4 separate regions of the Sus scrofa genome follow, and all the other regions are linked to region 3. The links are chromatin contacts, called in public Hi-C, HiChIP or PLAC-seq and promoter capture Hi-C maps. All regions are on one chromosome and are shown on one strand. The core of a region is the stretch at or near the end of the contact, and the rest is flanking DNA. Distances in the headings are between cores, read along the strand shown.

Region 1 (2,817 bases), core at 232-2,731, 400 kb after region 3:
CAGACACGGCTTGGATCCCGCGTTGCTGTGGCTCTGGTGTAGGCTGGCAGCTACAGCTCCGATTAGACCCCTAGCCTGGGAACCTCCACATGCCGAAGGAGCGGCCCAAGAAATGGCAAAAAGACAAAAAAAAAAAAAAAAAAAAAACTGACACTGGAGCGGGTATGGGAAACGGGCATGTTACATTCTCTGACTTTTCCCACCGTGAATGAAAAACGCCGCCTGCCACACCAGCCAGCAAAGGATGCTGCGGCCATCAAGCCATCAGCCATCCCTATTGCCCCTGATGGTAAGCTCTGAAGGACAGAAACAAAGAGGGTGCCACTGCAAAGCTCTCAGCTGCTGCAGCCACCCCCCAAAGGTGCACCCTAAGGGGACCCAGGCAGGGCAAGAACAGGATACTGGTCCTTAGCCAGCTAAAGTGCACATCAAAGGAATGATTTCGGAGTTCCCGTTGTGGCTCAGTGGTTAACGAATCTGACTGGGAACGATGAAGTTGTGGGTTCGATCCCTGGCCTTGCTCAGTGGGTTAAGGATCTGGCATTGCCATGAGCTGTAGTGTAGGTCACAGACTGGCTGGGATCCCATGTTGCTGTTGCTGTGGCGTAGGCCAGTGGCTACAGCGTGGATGAGACCCCTAGCCTGGGAACCTCCATATGCCAGGGGTGCAGCCCTTCAAAAAAAAAAAAAGAGGAATGATTTCAATAAGCCCAGGCTCTCGTATCTTCCCTTATGTAGCAAAGTACTAAATTCATTAACTTGAGATGTCTTTCTTTAATTAACAGTAGTATTTTGATGTTCCGACTGTCTGGTTTTTGTTGCAAAACTCCTATATAATCCTGGCTCCTTCCTTATCTCATAGGAGTAGTCTGCTGATTTATCTGCGAAACTGCCTCCAGGGCCTGAGTTTTAGGGAAGTCCACCAAATAAAACATAGTTCTCAACTTTTAGGTTATGGATTTTTTTTTTTTTTCAGTCAACACCCCCTTTTTGTTTACCCTCAAGGCTCGGTTTATCGAGATCAACTTTATGCAACCCTACACCGCAGTTCTCAGGCCCCAACTTTGCTCTGGCCCGCCCACCACCCAATATCCGTATAAGCCCCGGATGGCCCCAAACCTTCACGCAGGCCCCGCCCCCGCCGCTGCCCCACGCTCCAGTCCAGGGCCCGCCCCTGCCACGCCGCTCGCCTCTTCCCCCGCGCCCGCTCCTACCTGCGCGGTGGGATCCACGCTGTGGTTGCTGCAGCTGACCCTGTCGCGGGTGCCATTGTAGCCAAGGTCGGCACTGAAGCGGTGCCACAGGTACTGCGTAGTGACCGGGCCCTGCAAGACCAAGGCAAAGTTGGCGAGAAAGACGAGCGGCTCCACGCAGCCGCGGCACAGCACAGACTCCGGGGGCCCCTCGCAGCGTTGGTCCCGGGAGTTCGCGGGCGCCTCCATGCTCCTGCAGTTCTGAACGGGCGCCAGGCGGTCGGCTTTCTGCGCCTGCGCCCAGCGTCTCTCCGCTGTGTTTTTTTTTTTTCCCCTGCAGTCTGGTGGGGCGGGATCAGGGCCGGTGGGCCTTTTCGCTCTTGGCCCCGCCCTCCCTGGGCTGGAGAGGGCAATCGAGGGGCCCTTCACCCCCGGCTCACTGAGTGACCTCACCTGCAAACCGTGCAAGGATACCGCCCTACACGTCTCCTTCCCAGCCCCAGAAACACCCATGATGATAACGAGACTATCCATATACCAATAATTAACACTTGTGGATCTCTTATCATACGCATTAATTACCCACCAACGCCATAGCCATTATTAATGATCCCAATGTACCCATAAAGAAACCAGGAGACTGGACATTCAAGGCCAAGCCAGAACACATGACTTCTGACATCTGTGCCCATATTCTGCACTGTAACAAAGGCCACTCAGTGGACAGCAGTGCAGTCTCCTGCTCTATGGCTCAGTTCAATTACCTGTACTCTGCTACTGTCTTGGGCATGTCACTTACCTCTCTGTATCTCACTTTCTTTTCTTTTTTTCTTTTTTTTTTTTTTTTTTTTTTTTTTTTTTGGCTTTTTGCCTTTTCTAGGGCCGCTCCCGCGGCATAGATTCCCAGGTTAGGAGTCTAATGGGAGTCGTAGTCACCCGCCTACGCCAGAGCCACAGCAATGGGGAATCCAAGCCACATCTGAAACCTACCCACAGCTCACGGCAACGCCTGATGCATAACCCACTGAGCAAGACCAGGGACCCAACCCGCAACCTCCTGGTTCCTAGTGGGATTCATTAACCACTGCGCCACGAGACAGGAACTCCTCAATTTCTTAATCTTTAAAAGAGTGGTGCTACCTCAAAGAGGGGCTGTGGAAGAACAGTGTCGGGTCCATTGTAAATACTGCTTTCGTTGTTAATAGGCTGTCACGGGTCCTAGGATCTTTTCCTGGGGAACCAGTCTTCTGGCTGGGGCCGGGGCCTGGCTCTGCAGTGCCCTTGGAGGAGAAGATGGTGGAAGGCCTGGGAGGCCCCTGGGTGTGACCCTGTGCTTCTTGGTGCTCCTACTGTAGAAATCCGGGCAGAAGGCAATCACGTCTCCTGTCTGGGCCCATTTTATTGCCTGTAAAAGGGAATAGTATTACTTACTTGCATTTTTCCCTTATCGGCCCAATTAATGAGTGCCCTTTGTGTGTCAGGGACCATGTGGAGGGGCGGTCTGGGAAACAGCAGTGTAAAGGGAAAAAAAAGTGACCCCAGATTCTTGTATCTTCCCATACATGGAAATGTACCCAATCATTACCTTAAGCTGCCTGCCATTCCAGTTTCCACGAGGATCAGA
Region 2 (2,820 bases), core at 213-2,712, 310 kb after region 3:
TGGAACCCAACACTGTACCCCCGGGCGAACTCTCCCAAGCTTCTGGCCCATTCATCCAGTTACTCCCATCACGTTAAGGCTTATTCCTCAGCAAGGCCTCAAATTTGCTCACTTTTCCCGTCTCCCAGCCTCTTCTGGCTTCATGTCACGCACCCCTATCCGGCTTGAACGGCACGCTCTTCAATCACTGTCTTTCGAAGCCCCAGCCTGGATGGGTCCTACAGCCTTTTTCTGTGCAGACCTCACAATGGAGAAAAGCACACGGCCAAGGAGAGGGGGGCCTCCAGGTCAACAGCCACGCGTCTCACCTGCATCCTCTACAGGGACAACTTCTCTGTCACAGCACCACTGAGCCCACCCTGGGGAGCTCAGCGCTCCTCCGACCTAACCCTAATCCATTCTCTCCGGCTCCTCTGCGGTCTTGAGTCACATCTCCTGCCCTCTGCCCCCTGGATGGACGGCCTCTCCCCCGACCCTGAAACTTTTAGGATCATCTAAATAAGTGAAAGTGCTTCAGTCTCTCTCCTCTAAATAAATAAGCTCTCTCCGGAGCACATCCCCCCTCAGCTGCTGCTTCCTCCCCTTCATAATCAGACACCTACACGCCCTACCTTCTCGAGTTCCCCACCTCCTTACTCTCTGCCCTGCTGCCATCTGGCTCCTGCCTCCACCAGCCGTATAGCTGCTCACACAAGGCCATGGGGTACCATTCAGTGTTGCTCTGACACAGGTGACGGTCCCTCCTCCCCTGTGTTTCTGAGACATCACACCCCTGTTGTCCACCTGTACCGCAGCCCCCTCCTTCCGTGACCCCTGAGGTTGGAGGTGGTCTAAGGCCTCTGATAGGCCTTCTGCTCTCAAGACTTCAACTCCCAGCGAACGCTGATTCCTCACAAATCTACATCTTCAGACATTTCATCGGACTGCCTACTAGACAGTCTTTTTTGCGTAGCTGTTACAGAGGCTGCTCAGGGACAACCTGGCCAGAACCATATTACACTCTCTTCAACTCATCTCTCCTCTACCTCCCTCTTCTGAGCGAATGGCAGCCCCCCTTCCCCATCCTGTTCCAGGGCAGACCTGGAATAATTTAAGATCAATATTTACAGAATGAATAAACGAACCCTTGAGCCTCCCTCCTTCTCCCCAGCCTACCACCAATACTTGTCAATTTTACCTCCTGCTATATCCCTGTGCTTCTTTCTTAATCGAGGCTAGCTGCCCCCTAGGCATCCTCCGAAAGGCTTCCAGGACCCTCAACTCCTGCCAGAGCAGTATTCGTGCCCTCTGTCCCCACGGCCTGTGACTGCCGCCAAGGCACGGACTCAGTGTTGGCCGGCCCTGATGGGTGACACCCCACTGCACTGGGAACTCCATCCCCATAAAGCGCCCACAGCAGGGCACACCGGAGGCGCTCAGCAAGCACTACACGGATGGAGCAAAGTAACAGAGGAGTAATAAGCGAAAGGGCCACGCAGGGGATCCTCCGCGGAGCGCAGCGGACACGCGGTCGCGGGAAGAAGGCCAGAGGTCCCAGCAGCGTTCAAGGCCGCGCAGGGTACACTCCACGTACCCCTCCCGGTTCCACGCTGCGGCCAAGAAGCCCTGCCCCCACCTCACGCGGCTCTCCCGGCGACCAATAGAAAAGGTCCCCGGGCCCCCTCTGGGGGCGCTGCGGGCCCGCGCACGGCTTCTCAGCCAATGGGAACGGCCGGCTTCGTTCTCGCGGCGGGGCGGGGCGGGGCGGGGCGCTGTCCCCGGACCGCGGGGGCGCCGGCGTGTACCCACGGAGTGTTTCTGTACCCACGGAGTGTTTCTGTACCCACAGAGCTTTCCTGCGAGCGTAGCCTCGGCTCCCATCGGGCGCAGCCGACGGATGATGGGGCGTCTGGGTGTCCGGCGCGGCCTGGAGTGGTTGCTGGGCTTCTACTTCCTCTCCCACATCCCCCTCACCCTGCTCGTGGATATGCAGGCATTGCTGCCGCCCGATCTCTACCCCGTCGAGGTGAGGGCGCCGTCGGTCCTGGCCGCCAGTCGCTGAAATTGGGGCCTCTCGGCGCAGTGGTTGCTCCGGCGTCTCCGTGGCCTCCACTGCTGGGGCCTCGCTGTCAGGGTTCCCTCCCGCATTTCTTGGGTCCCGCAGGCACTGCGGCCCTTCCTTACCCTTCGACTCGACTTCTTCCTCGGGGTTTTCTTTGTCTTCCAGCCGCTCTCCCCGAGGCTCCTGGGGGCAGACACTTTGCTCCTTTTAACTACGGTCCCCCTGGGTTTGTTGAGGCTCTCACACCCTAGCTCTGGTCAGTTGTCAATATTTGAGGGAAGTGGCCGAATTAACCAGTGTCTGAATCACACGCTGGATTTGTGTGTGTGATTTTTTGGGGTTTTTTTTTTTTTTTGCTTTTCAGGGCCGCACACCCGGCATATGGAGTTTCCCAGGCTAGGGGTCCGATCGGAGCTGTAGCCGCTGGCCTACAACCACAGCCACAGCAACGCCAGATCTGAGCTGTGTCTGCGACCCACACCACAGCTCATGGCAATGCCAGATCCTTAACCCACTGAGCGAGGCCAGGGATTGAACCTGCATCCTCATGGTTCCTAGTGGGATTCCTTTCTGATGAGCCACAACAGGAACTTCTGGATTTGTTTTAAAGTTGTGTTTCTTGGGAGAGCTGTAAAAATGCAGGCTAATCCCAAAGAAATAATACAAGTAGAATTAGACCCGTTTAAAGGACATTCGCAGACCGTCCTTAGCAACTTCAAAAGCTTTACCCTTTCAAATTGGTCTTTAATTGGGTTTGAGGAAGAATGATCACCTGAGTA
Region 3 (2,700 bases), core at 162-2,661:
CCTCATGGCATTTTTCACCACGACATATATATATATATATATATATATATCTCTGTATTCCTTCCCCCACTGGAATGTCAGCTCCCTAACAACAGGGAGTTTATTTACCTTGCTCCTGGCTGCACCCCTAATAGTGTGTCTGACACAAAAGACACGCGTGTTTTGAACAGTCACTGACGCCAACAAGGTGCTAGATGCTGAAGTCACAGAAACAAAGGAGACAACTTCTGACCCCACAGAACGCATTAACAGACGATAATAAAAACTAAGTATTCAATTATAACTAAATACTGCAAGTGGAATTCAGGTCCCAGAGGGCCTCACCCATGCAAGGGTCAGAGAAGGTTTCTGGAAAAAGAGACATCAAATCTAGGTCTGGGAGTTCCCCTCCTAGCGCAGCAGAAACGAATCGCAAAAGGAATCATAAGGTTGAGGGTTTGATCCCTGGCCTCGCTCAACCGGTGAGCTGTGGTGTAGGTCGCAGAGGCGGCTCAGATCCGGCCTTGCTGTGGCTCTGGCATAGGCCAGTAGGCCAGCGGCTGCAGCTCTGAATAGACCCCTAGCCTGGGAACCTCTATATGCCAAGGGTGCGGCCCTAAAAAGACAATAAAAAAAAAAAAAAATCTGAGGTCTGAAGGAGTAGCCCTTGGTTGGGTGAAGGTGAAAGGGGTAGTGAAGGCAGAGAGTGCAGCCTGAATCCTGTGACTACACTGGAAGGCAGTGAATTGTGCACTTTAAGCGGGTGAATCGTATGCTGTGTAAAAACAAATCAAAAGAAAGGTTAGTCCTAAGGTCTTAGGGGTTTCAGCCACGGAGTGACCTGATCTGCTGGGCAGAGGGTAAATCAAAACGTGAAGGTGACTCCAGGTAAGCGCGCTCACCGGGTGCTGCGGACACACGGGCCATGGAGGCCCATGTCTGCTTTGAAAAACGGGCAAAGCGAAGCCCTCGCGGAGGCGCCTGCGGGACGGGAACGTCCCTGGGCTTCCCGTGCTTCCCCCACCCCCCCCGCCCGCCCCGCGCCCCGACGCCCCACGCCACCCCGCGCCGCCGCGTCCTGGGGCCTCCTCGCTCCTCCGAGCCGCCCCCGCGAGGCCTGCGGCGCGTCCAGGAGCCGCGCTCCGGAGAACACGGCCCTCCCCAGGAATGAGACGCTCGGGGAGACAAAGGGAGCGGCGCTAGGACTTCCACAGGCCGCACCAGGCCGAGGACGCCCGAAGCTCCCATCCCCAACCTTTCCCCGCAGCCCAGGGGACTCCAGCCCCCGCGCGGACGCCCTCGCTCCCGCCCTCCGCCGGCGCCGCGCGGCTCACCCGCCTCCACCGGGAAACCTCAGCCTGGGACGCGGCGGACGCGGCGGCTATGAGTGCGCCTGCGCCCGGGACAGCCGAAGCACCGCCCACCCCCGGCCACTGTGCGCTGAGCGCCCTCTACCGGCCGCGCGAGATACTTGATGAAGGACCCGTGCTGGATGCCCCATGCCCAATCCAAGCCCACCCTGTTGAAAAAAAAAGCAAAACAAAAAACTGTCCCACTAACAAGCTTCTTTGCCTTGAACACCCACTCTTCCTTTTGGCATTTGCTACCAGAGATAAGCCCTGAAGGCAGGCTCTCCCCATTTTCCTGAATATGAACTGCTGCTAAAATATGAGGGGTGTTGAAGATCTGTGCAAAGCCTTGCAGGAGGACGGCTTCTAAACCACTCGTGTTGATGACAGGAATTATATTTGGATGGGAATCTGCATTTTGAGTCATTTCGTCAAATTACAGCCCCATAACACCTGTCAAAAGAATAAATATGACAGTAATAGGCATGCTTCCTTTCAGACCCGTGTATAATTATAATTGAGGGAAAGAATACAGAATTTAAACTCACAGCTACTGCCAGTATCATTCTTTGAAAATGGAATAATGCTGTTTTATTAAATAGGCTCTCCCCGCTCTCTAATGTTTAGAGCTAAAGTGCTTCTCTGAATTGATTTAAATACAAGTTTTATATCGTGAAAGAAATAAAGATGAGTCTTTATCTTAAGACAAACCCCCTGTTCAATGATGCTGCTGATCTCTCAGCTGATGCTAAAAGGGAGTTAGGTTGTTAGTGGATAATACTGCTTCTGTTCACTTCTCTCTTCTCTAGGGCTTTTTTAACCTGTTTATAATGAAAAGGCTGATTTCCTTACACAGACTCCATGTGTAGCTGGTTTAACAAGAACTTTCTGTTTTTCCTTGTTTTCTTTTTTCCTTCTTCTCTTCTTTCTAAGGAATGCATTGCTTCCTGTTGGAACCTGGGAATCTACTCTTCTCCCTTCAGGATAAGAGAAGGAGGGGATATTTCTTAACAAAAGGAGTTTCTTAAGGGTTCTCTCTTTTTTTTTTTCCTAATATCCTTTAGAGTTTCCTTCCTTCCTCTGACCCTCCCCCCCCTCCTTCCTCTCTCTCTCTTTTTTTTTTTTTGGCTTTTTTTTTTAGGACTGCACCCACAGCATATGGAGGTTCCCAGCATATGGAGGTCCAATCGGAGCTACTGCTGCCAGCCTACACCACAGCCACAGCAACTCGGGATCCGAGCTGCATCTGCAACCTACACCACAGCTCACGGCAAGGCCAGATCCTTAAGCCACTGAGCAAGTCCAGGGATGGAACCCTCAACCTCATGGTTCCCAGTCAGATTCATTTCCTCTGTGCCATGATGGGAACTCC
Region 4 (2,709 bases), core at 138-2,637, 360 kb before region 3:
CAGTCAATCGATACTTGGATTTCTTCTGCCTTTTAGCTGCTGTGAATAAAGCTGCTATGAACATGGGAGTACAAATATCTCTTCAAGTATCTGCTTTCAATTCTTTCTGGTATATATGCAGAAATAGAATCACTGGATCATATTCCTCATTTTGAGCAACCACCATATACTGTTTTTGACAGCAGCCACACCATTTTGCGTCCCCGCCAACAGTGCACAAGTGTTCCAGTTTCTCCACATCCTTTTCAACACTTCAGATGACTTGGTGTTCCATAATAGCTATCCTAATGGGTGAAGTGGTATCTCATTGCGGTTTTGATTTGCATTTCTTTAAAGATTAGCGATATCGGGTATGTTTTCTTGGGCTTATGGGCCATTCCTGGATCTTCTTTGGAGAAATGTCTATTCAAATCCTTTGCCCGTTTAAAAATCCTGTGGCGTGTTTTTTGGTTGTTGGTTCATAGGAGTTCTTTATATATTCTGGATAGCGACCCCTTATCGTGTAGAGTTTGCAAGTATTTTCTCCTGACCTGTGGGCGGCCTCTTCACTCTGTTATTTGTGCCCTTTGATGTACATCATGGAGGAGATTTTTAAGTGTTGGTAGAAGTCAGCCAGTTTGGGCAGCAGTGAAATGAGGGGAAGGTATTTCCATCAAAGGAAACAGCCAGTGTAAACACACAGAAGAAAGAAATAGCAAAGAGCAAGTAGTTGAGTCTTGCTAGAGCATGTGTGCAGGAGGTAGGAAGTGGAGAGAGGTGAGGCTGGACACACAGAACAATAGGCCAGCTAAGTGGCTTGGGTCGTGGTCCCAGGACTCCTGCCTCAGCATCAGCTACTAGGAGTTTGTTAAAAATGCACTGCTGTTGCCCCAGCCCTGACCTACTCTGGTGGGGGGCCTGGAGATCTGGGTTTTAACCAGCCCATGGGATTATTCTGATCTTCCGTCAAGTTTGAGCACTATTCCAGGGACAATGGGGAGCCACTAGGGGGCCGGGCTAGGCCGATGGAAAGATGACCTGCCGGTTCTTCAGGTTGGGGCGCCCCCATATGGCTTTACCCCATCGTCCTCCAGCCACCCCACCCGGCTGCCTCCAACTGCCCTCCCGCCCCCAGCTATCCCCCCCGGAGTGTGAGGCTTTCTGCTGGGTTGGGGTCAGGGGTCACGGAGGGGGCCCGCGCTGCTGCAGCCAGGCCCACATTCCTCTCACTTCCCGCCATTGTCCCGGGTTCCTGTGGCCGCGACTCCTCACTGGCCCGGCCGCCCTAAGGCCCCCGGGGGGTGATGACTCATTTCCTTTCTCCCGAGTGACATAATCCAGTGCCCAGCTCAGCAGACCTGGATCTCGGGCCGCTGGGAGCTTCCCGGCCGGCAGGGGGCGGCCGAGCCCGCCTTCCCCGGACGCGCGAGCAGAGCCGGAGCCCGCTTCCCTGGCCGCCCTCCACCCCCACCCCCGGGACCCCCTTCCCTGGCTGATGAGGAGCAGGGGAAGCAGAACAAGACCTCTGACCTTGCTCTTGCCTACCCTCTGCCCGAAATCAGACCCCGAACGGTCACAGATGGGGAAATCCGGACCTGGGAGAGGGGTGTGTTTTGACAAGGCAGAGCAGCCCATCCTGAGAGGCGCGGGACTGGAACTCAGCACTCTGGGCCCCCCAGGCCCGTGATTTTCCCTGCAGACACGCAGGTATTAATTTTTCCCTCCTCGCTGCCAACCTGCTCCCCCGTGATGTTTCCAGTACAAGGTTTGCAGACAATAATATTTCCCAGATTCGGATCATTTCTGGGCCCTGAAACAGTGTCACCCCCTGGAAGCTACAGAAGCTGAGGGCTCCACTTGCTTCCCAGGTGGAGCCTGAAGTTACTGGGTGGTGACCCAGCCCCAGCGTGGACTGAGCACCCAGCTGACTGGCTTTGCAAGGAGGTGTCCCTCTGCGCCCAGTGCCGGCCCCTCTGGATGGGTGCCTCTCTCCTCTGCTTTCCCTCCAGGCTCCCAGGAGGCAGGGAGACTCATTCCAGTAAAATACCTCCCCTTCCCCCCACGGCTGACGTGGCGAAAGGACGCAGGAAATGATGGTCATTATTATTACCAGGTAAGGTACCTTATCTTGTTGCCTCAATTTCCTCACCTGTAAACTGGGTGTATAATAACGTACAGAGTTATTGTGAGGATTAAATGAGTTCGGACTCAGAAGATGCTTATAGCAGAGCTTGGCGTCTGATAAGCACTAGAGACTCTTCCAGAATTTGGGCTCCATGAAGGCAGAGATTCTGTCTGTTGTCTTTCTTTGGGCACTGCTGTATCTCTAACATCTAGAAAACTGTCTGGTGAAAACTAGGAACCCAGGAAATACTTGTTGAATGAATTGAATGAATGAATGAATGAGTGAATTTTAGCCATTACTATTGCCTAGGCTGATTTTACTCTAGGATCTAGGCCTGTCAGAGCAGGCCTGAAGGATTAAAGGGGAAGATTTTTTTCTTTTTTGTAATTTATTTTATTGAGATATAGTTTATTTACGATGCTGTATTCATTTTTGCTGTACAGCAAAGTGATCGAGTTATATGTGTATATATTCTTTTTCACGTTCTTTTCCATTATGGTTTATCACAGGATATTCAGTGTAGTTCTCTGTGCTGTGTAGTAGGGCGTTGTCATTTATCCATTCTATATATAATAGTTCGCATCTGCTAGTCCCAACTTCCCAAT

The links. Promoter capture Hi-C pulls out the DNA fragments that hold promoters and counts their contacts. A called contact is a pair of places that touch in the nucleus more often than the background predicts. HiChIP or PLAC-seq counts read pairs in DNA pulled down with a chosen protein or histone mark.
Region 1: a contact with region 3 is called in a promoter capture Hi-C map of liver, with 2.7 times the contacts expected there. The contact joins the promoter of SLC46A1 here to the promoter of LYRM9 in region 3.
Region 2: an H3K27ac HiChIP or PLAC-seq map of alveolar macrophages shows a contact between it and region 3. The contact joins the promoter of TMEM97 here to the promoter of LYRM9 in region 3. A contact is called at or near these places in 1 of 5 promoter capture datasets (liver), 2 of 47 Hi-C or Micro-C datasets (fetal heart ventricle and liver) and 1 of 2 datasets of contacts at active chromatin or transcription factors (alveolar macrophages).
Region 4: a contact with region 3 is called in a Hi-C map of fetal skeletal muscle, with 3 times the contacts expected there. The contact joins the promoter of KSR1 here to the promoter of LYRM9 in region 3. A contact is called at or near these places in 7 of 47 Hi-C or Micro-C datasets (embryonic fibroblasts, fetal skeletal muscle, heart right ventricle and 4 more).

The regions. Positions count from the first base shown.
Region 1 is chr12:44,684,796-44,687,612 of Sscrofa11.1, forward strand. SLC46A1 (solute carrier family 46 (folate transporter), member 1) reads right to left here and starts at 1,482. Exons shown (of 6, transcript NM_001243383.1): 1 at 1,215-1,482. The coding sequence starts at 1,442.
Region 2 is chr12:44,602,302-44,605,121 of Sscrofa11.1, forward strand. It overlaps TMEM97 (transmembrane protein 97), which reads left to right and starts at 1,463. Exons shown (of 3, transcript XM_021067476.1): 1 at 1,463-2,005. The coding sequence starts at 1,877.
Region 3 is chr12:44,288,276-44,290,975 of Sscrofa11.1, forward strand. LYRM9 (LYR motif-containing protein 9) reads right to left here and starts at 1,412. Exons shown (of 4, transcript XM_003358165.4): 1 at 1,314-1,412.
Region 4 is chr12:43,925,835-43,928,543 of Sscrofa11.1, forward strand. KSR1 (kinase suppressor of Ras 1) reads left to right here and starts at 1,388. Exons shown (of 19, transcript XM_021067472.1): 1 at 1,388-2,092.